Linked DNA regions of Sus scrofa: region 1 is linked to region 2. Evidence: chromatin contacts called from public Hi-C data. All regions are on one chromosome and are shown on one strand. The core of a region is the stretch at or near the end of the contact, and the rest is flanking DNA. Distances in the headings are between cores, read along the strand shown. Region 1 holds the start of ARL6IP4 (ADP ribosylation factor like GTPase 6 interacting protein 4). Region 2 holds the start of TMED2 (transmembrane emp24 domain-containing protein 2).

Region 1 (2,700 bases), core at 160-2,659, 490 kb after region 2:
AGGCAGCACAGTACCTGGGCCATCCTCTTCCTCCTCGGCTGCTCTGTGCCACTGGTCCAGCGAAGGTCCAGGCAGAGCCTCAGCTTGCTGCACCTTGGCCTTTTCCTTGCTTCTCTTCTTCAGCTTCTTCTTCCTTTTCTTCTTCTTCTTCCTCTTCTTGTCCTTGTGCTTCCCCCGCTTCTTCCGGCCATCGCTGGAGGAAGAGGAGGAGGACGAGGAGGAAGAGGAGCTAGAAGAACTGGAAGAAGAGGAGGAAGAGCTGGATCGTGGTCTCCTCCGGGCCTTGTGCTTGCTTCTCTCTGTGATGCATGGAGAAGGTGAGGCTGGAAGGCCAGGAGGGGAAGAAGTAAACCTTCGTCCCCTTGCTCTGGCCTGTAGCAGGCTCAGGCTGACCCCAGAGGCATGAAGCCCTCGGGCAGGGCTTTCCAGAAAAGGGATCAGCACCCTGTGGAGAGGCACTTTCTGGGCTGCCAAGTCACTGACCACCCAGGAGCAGGGCAACCAGCCCCCACATCTCCCGCCCAGCTGCACCAAAGATATGATTAAGTGCTCCTTTCACTCAGTATTCAATGGGCTGGTCCAGCCGCTGGATTCTGAGCATCCTTCAATCCAGATACCCAGGATCTACACTCTGGGTCCTCCTTTGAATAGTGCTCTCTGCAATTTTCCCAAAGCCAGTCCGGAAAAGCCCGCCCAGCTGCCTGCAACTTCCTCCATGAAGTTCCCTCACCCCTTTCCCATTCCCTCTGGTTCTCACCCTCCGCCCCAGAGGAGGTAGTGCTGGCTTTGCGGCTTTGGGATCTAGAAGCCGAGCAGCTCCTGGGAGCGTCCTTACTGCTCTTCTTCCTTTTCTTTTCCGACCCTCTGCCCCGGGACCGGCTGCGACTCCTCGAGCGCTTGCGAGAGCCGACGTGAGCCATAGCGCCGTGGGCTGGAGGCGGGGAGACGCGCTTAAACTGGGGGTCCCTGGGCCGGTCCGCAGACTGGGTTCCAAGAGCGGCTCTACTCAGAACCTGGTCCTCTAGGGATCGATACCCGTCACCACCCGGGGCAGGGATATGAGGGGATCTATGCAATCGCACAACCCGCACCCGCCCCTCGCCCCCAGGTATCCCAGATTCTCGGCGGGCTCCTGGATTCTCCGCAGCGGCCTCTTTAAGGGCCCGCCCCCGCCCGGACGCTCCACGCCTGCGCGATCCAGTTCAGGAGCCCTAGGAACGGCAGTGTTCCTCAGCTGCCAGGTGAGTTCTTTATTCCTTTCCGCGTACTCCTACCCTCCACCCCGCGCCCTCCGCAGCCTTGCCGCCTTAAAGAAAGTCTCCGAAGCTGCTCCGCTCCCGCCTCAACCGTCCATTTGGCCGGACCACCTGCCCTGCACCGCGCCTTAGAGTAAGGAAGTGGCTGCTGGGTGACTTCCGGTCTGGGGGTGCTGCTCGGGAGACAGTCCGGCTGCGAAGCGAGGCGCGGTTGCCTTTAGTTCTGAAGCCCCAGGTTCCGTTTCTGTGGCAGCCCAAGAAACGGAACCTGGCGCGATCACCACGGGAGAGGCGAGTTGGGCATCCAGGCTTCCGCCTACAGGTGGAGCTCCGAGACGAGAGACCTGCTCTCCAGCCTGGCGCCAGTCCTGGAGTTTGCAGGCCTTTTGCTGCAGCTGTGCTTCTCCCAACGCTGTTCTTTCGGCGCGCCTGCAGCACCCCCAGACTCCCTGGCGCCCCAGGGAAGAAGGCGACCCTACTGCGCGCCGCTTTTCCTTTCTGGATTGTCTTCGGATGTGTCCACTGCAACGCGCTGCGAGCTCCAGAGCTTTGGTCTTTCCATCGTCCCCACCCAGTAATACAGAGATCGCACTCAAACGTCCATAAGGACCAGAGGGATCATGGCAGTGAATGAGGAAGGGACCCTGTGATCAAGAGCACCACAGGCCTGTCTAGAGTGGGGACAGCTGAGACCCTGCTGATTTCTGCAGTACGGATTGGGGCCTGGTGTTCCCAGATCTTCCCACTCCCTTAAGAAGTCAGAACTCAAGATTTCAACATAGCTACATGCCTCATCCAGTCTTGGGGCCAAGTTGCAAACTCTTCAGTAGTGATGATAGCAGCAGACACAGGGCTGTTAAAAATCACTTTATAAACATGAGGCCCCAGAACAACTCTAGGCCATACTCACCAGGTGAGGAAAGTAAAGCACAGAGAGGTCACACGGCTTACCCACAGTCACAGGTGGAAGTGATCGAATCAGAATTAGAACCCAGGCAGTCTGGCTCCAGAGTCCCTGCTTTTAATCCCTCTGCAGTAACCCCTCTGTACCATCCAGAAGATGCCTTAGGTGGCTGGCCCAAATCCTCTTTGTAGACAGGTGTACTCGCCCCAAGCCGTGGTATTTGCTGCTGACACCTCACACCTGTGCCCTTCTCTGGACGACTCCCTTGGCCACTGGAGATGGATGTCTGGGAAGTTACTCACCCCCTCCCTACCCTGAAATACCTTAAAGCCAGTTAACTGATGTTGGGGGCAAACTGTGGTACCATTCATGCTGCAAAGAGCCTATAAGATTGGGCTGAAGCTGGATCCTTCTTGAAACCACATTTGGCCCAGCTGCTTCTGCCCTATCCTGGTTCCCCTTCTTCTGAGAGTATTCCCTCCTTAAACCACTTGCACAGGAATCCCCATCTCAGCCTCTGGTTCTAACAAGCCCAACCTA
Region 2 (2,700 bases), core at 36-2,535:
TTCTCATCCTAGGCTGCTGCATATCAGCTGTTAGACTTTGTTCAAGTTGCTTTCTCTTATGAAGCCCATGCCACCTGTAAAACTTGTAGACTGGAATAGCTGGTGTCTTAAGCTCTCAGCTAACTTTAACAGTCAGTCCTTCCAGTAGCTCCTTATTTCTGGATTTCACTTGTTTTGTGGAATTTATGCCCAACTCCGCTGAGGGTCAGTGTCAAATGGAAAATCCTTAGACCTAATTAATCATGCTAACGGATGACTTTAAATATTAATTACATCTGATTTTCTAAAAAAAGTTAGAGGCGAATCATTCTTTTGGCTTAAAACAAGACACAGGAAATAATTTACAGACTGTTGGCTTCTTAAAATAATTTTCCGTTTTCTCCACTTCGCTGCAGTCATTACACCTAAAATGCATAACCAGCCTCACTCCCCTAGCCGGAGATGGCTAAACGAGGTATCACGTAAAGGAGATTCACGTAAAATCGGGTAATCTGGATCATTTCCATGAAAAATAAAACACAACGCGAACGTCTGCCTACATATCTCAATAGCTTTCGATTTACTTTTTCAGAAGTTTCCATGTCACGTGCCAACTTTAATTTGCACTATGGAGGAAAGCAGCTGCTGACCGTTCGAGACCCGCCACCAGCTAAACGAGACTGTGAAGCGCCTCCTGGGCCCAGATCTGACACGCGGCGCCTGGTCGACAAAGCTCGGCAAGAGGTTCCAAGGGGAACCCGCCATTCAAGCTGAGTATCCAAAGCAATCAAGCAACGGTTACGTATCCCGTGGGGAGCCCGGAATCCGGGGAGATGCGGGGAAAAGGGAGGTTAGAGGGTCGCTGGGTGGCGGCCAGCGCCCCTCCCAGAACTCGGACAGTGGCCTCGATGTCCCGCTCCCCCCGCGGGCCCCGCGCGCCGGCGGGCCCCGCGCGCCGGCAACCCCCGAGCGGCCGCAAGACCCCGCTTCGGTCGCGGGCAGCGCGCCCGCACCTCCACGTCGATGTCCAGGAAGCCGCCCTCGGCCACCTCGAAGATGAGGCCCATCTTGGTGCCCGAGGTGACCCGCTCGAAGAAGCACTCCTCGGCATGTGCGTCGATGCTGACGAAGTAGCCCGAGGCCGTGCCAGGAGGGCGGCCAAGAGCACCAGCAGCTCAGCGAGCGTCACCATGGTGGGGCTGGGGCCGAAGCCAGGACCGGGAGCGCGGCCTCCAAAGCCGCCGTGGCCGCCGCCGCCACCACTACCTTCTCAGCCGCCGCCGCCTCAGCCCCGCCCCTTCCGGCTGCGCCACCCGAGGGGGCTGATGCGGGCGCCGTGGATTGGCGGGCGCCTGCAGCTGCCACGTAACGGACGCACGGCAGCCGCCGAGGGACAAGGCGTCTCCGCGCGGGCCGAGCCTGGACGGTGGCTCCGAAGGACCAGAAACCATTGTCCTCTTCCTCTCTCCAGTCGCGCTTACAACTTAAATTTCACATGGACCACACGAGGAAAAAACAGTAGCAATAACCCTCCTCCCCCTAGTGCAGTATCTTCTTAGGATTGTCCGTAAAGATGGCAGAAGATTTGGAGGCAGTAATAGGAGTGGAAGGAGGAAATGGAGCTGAAACCAAGGGCTTTAATATTTATGTTAGCCTGCCCTCACCTCGCAAAAACCGACGGAGGAAGGATGGAGAAGGGTATAGAGACTGGGAAAGGGCACGAGAGAGAACCTCCTGAGATGTTGGAAATGTTTTACATCGTCACCTAAACGATGGGTACATGAGTGTTTACATATGCCTTTTTAAAAACTAAAGAAACTGTATACTTAATACGCCTTATTTCACTGTATGTATATATAATACAACTACCGAAAACAAAAAACCTTGTCTACATCCTCCAAAGTTAGAATTCTCTCACTTCCCTAGAGTCTAGTTGCCACCCCCATGGCCCCATTGCTCTTGCCAGCTACTGGGACAATTTTTTTGTACACTTTGCCTCCTGGCATACTCCTACACACCCCTCAAAACCCAACTCAAATGTCACCTCTCCTCTTCTTGAAATGTTCCTAGATCTCCCACTGCCAAATTCTAGCCCCTTCCTCTGTGCTTACAAGGTAGATTTGCACCCTCTAAGTTATACTTATTTACCAGTCTGTGTCACTCATGAGGCACAAGTCTTGGCACATATATGCTGCTCTCTCAGGCCCTCCCCTAGGGTCACAAAAGATCTCACTCATGATGTGTTAGTTGACACATCAAGTTCATTGAACTGGCCTGATGAGGAGACCTGGGTTGTTACTCCAGTTTTACACATAGTTGTGTAACCTTAATTATGTTCCATCACTCTCTGAACTTAAATTTCCTTATCTGTATAAAGGGGGTGATAGCACATTTTATGCTTATCATGTAAAGTTATCATGAAGATCAGATGATACCATTTATGTGAATAAGCAATGCAAGTTTGAAGGATTATTTCTTCAAAGACTACCAGACAATAGGGGGCAGTAGTGGCCCAATATCCAGTTTCCTGCTCAGGTGTCAATAAACAGATGCAGGTACTGTGAAAGAAGATTCCAGGCTATGACAATGCGTTATCGAACTCAGAGTTCTAGTAATGGTCTCCTGATTCCCCACCTTCCAAACTGTGGCAAAGGCCCTGCTTCTTCTGGCAGGTCAGTTCTGCAGTGTTATCCGGACAGCCATAGCTAGAGGGAGGCTCAG

The links. A called contact is a pair of places that touch in the nucleus more often than the background predicts.
Region 1: a contact with region 2 is called in a Hi-C map of embryonic fibroblasts, with 2.0 times the contacts expected there. The contact joins the promoter of ARL6IP4 here to the promoter of TMED2 in region 2. A contact is called at or near these places in 1 of 5 promoter capture datasets (liver), 2 of 47 Hi-C or Micro-C datasets (embryonic fibroblasts and liver) and 1 of 2 datasets of contacts at active chromatin or transcription factors (alveolar macrophages).

Annotation. Positions count from the first base shown.
Region 1 is chr14:29,887,061-29,889,760 of Sscrofa11.1, forward strand. ARL6IP4 (ADP ribosylation factor like GTPase 6 interacting protein 4) reads right to left here and starts at 1,410. Exons shown (of 5, transcript NR_033706.1): 1 at 758-1,410; 2 at 15-238.
Region 2 is chr14:29,399,169-29,401,868 of Sscrofa11.1, forward strand. It overlaps TMED2 (transmembrane emp24 domain-containing protein 2), which reads right to left and starts at 1,286. Exons shown (of 6, transcript XM_003359088.4): 1 at 1,129-1,286; 2 at 993-1,126. The coding sequence starts at 1,171.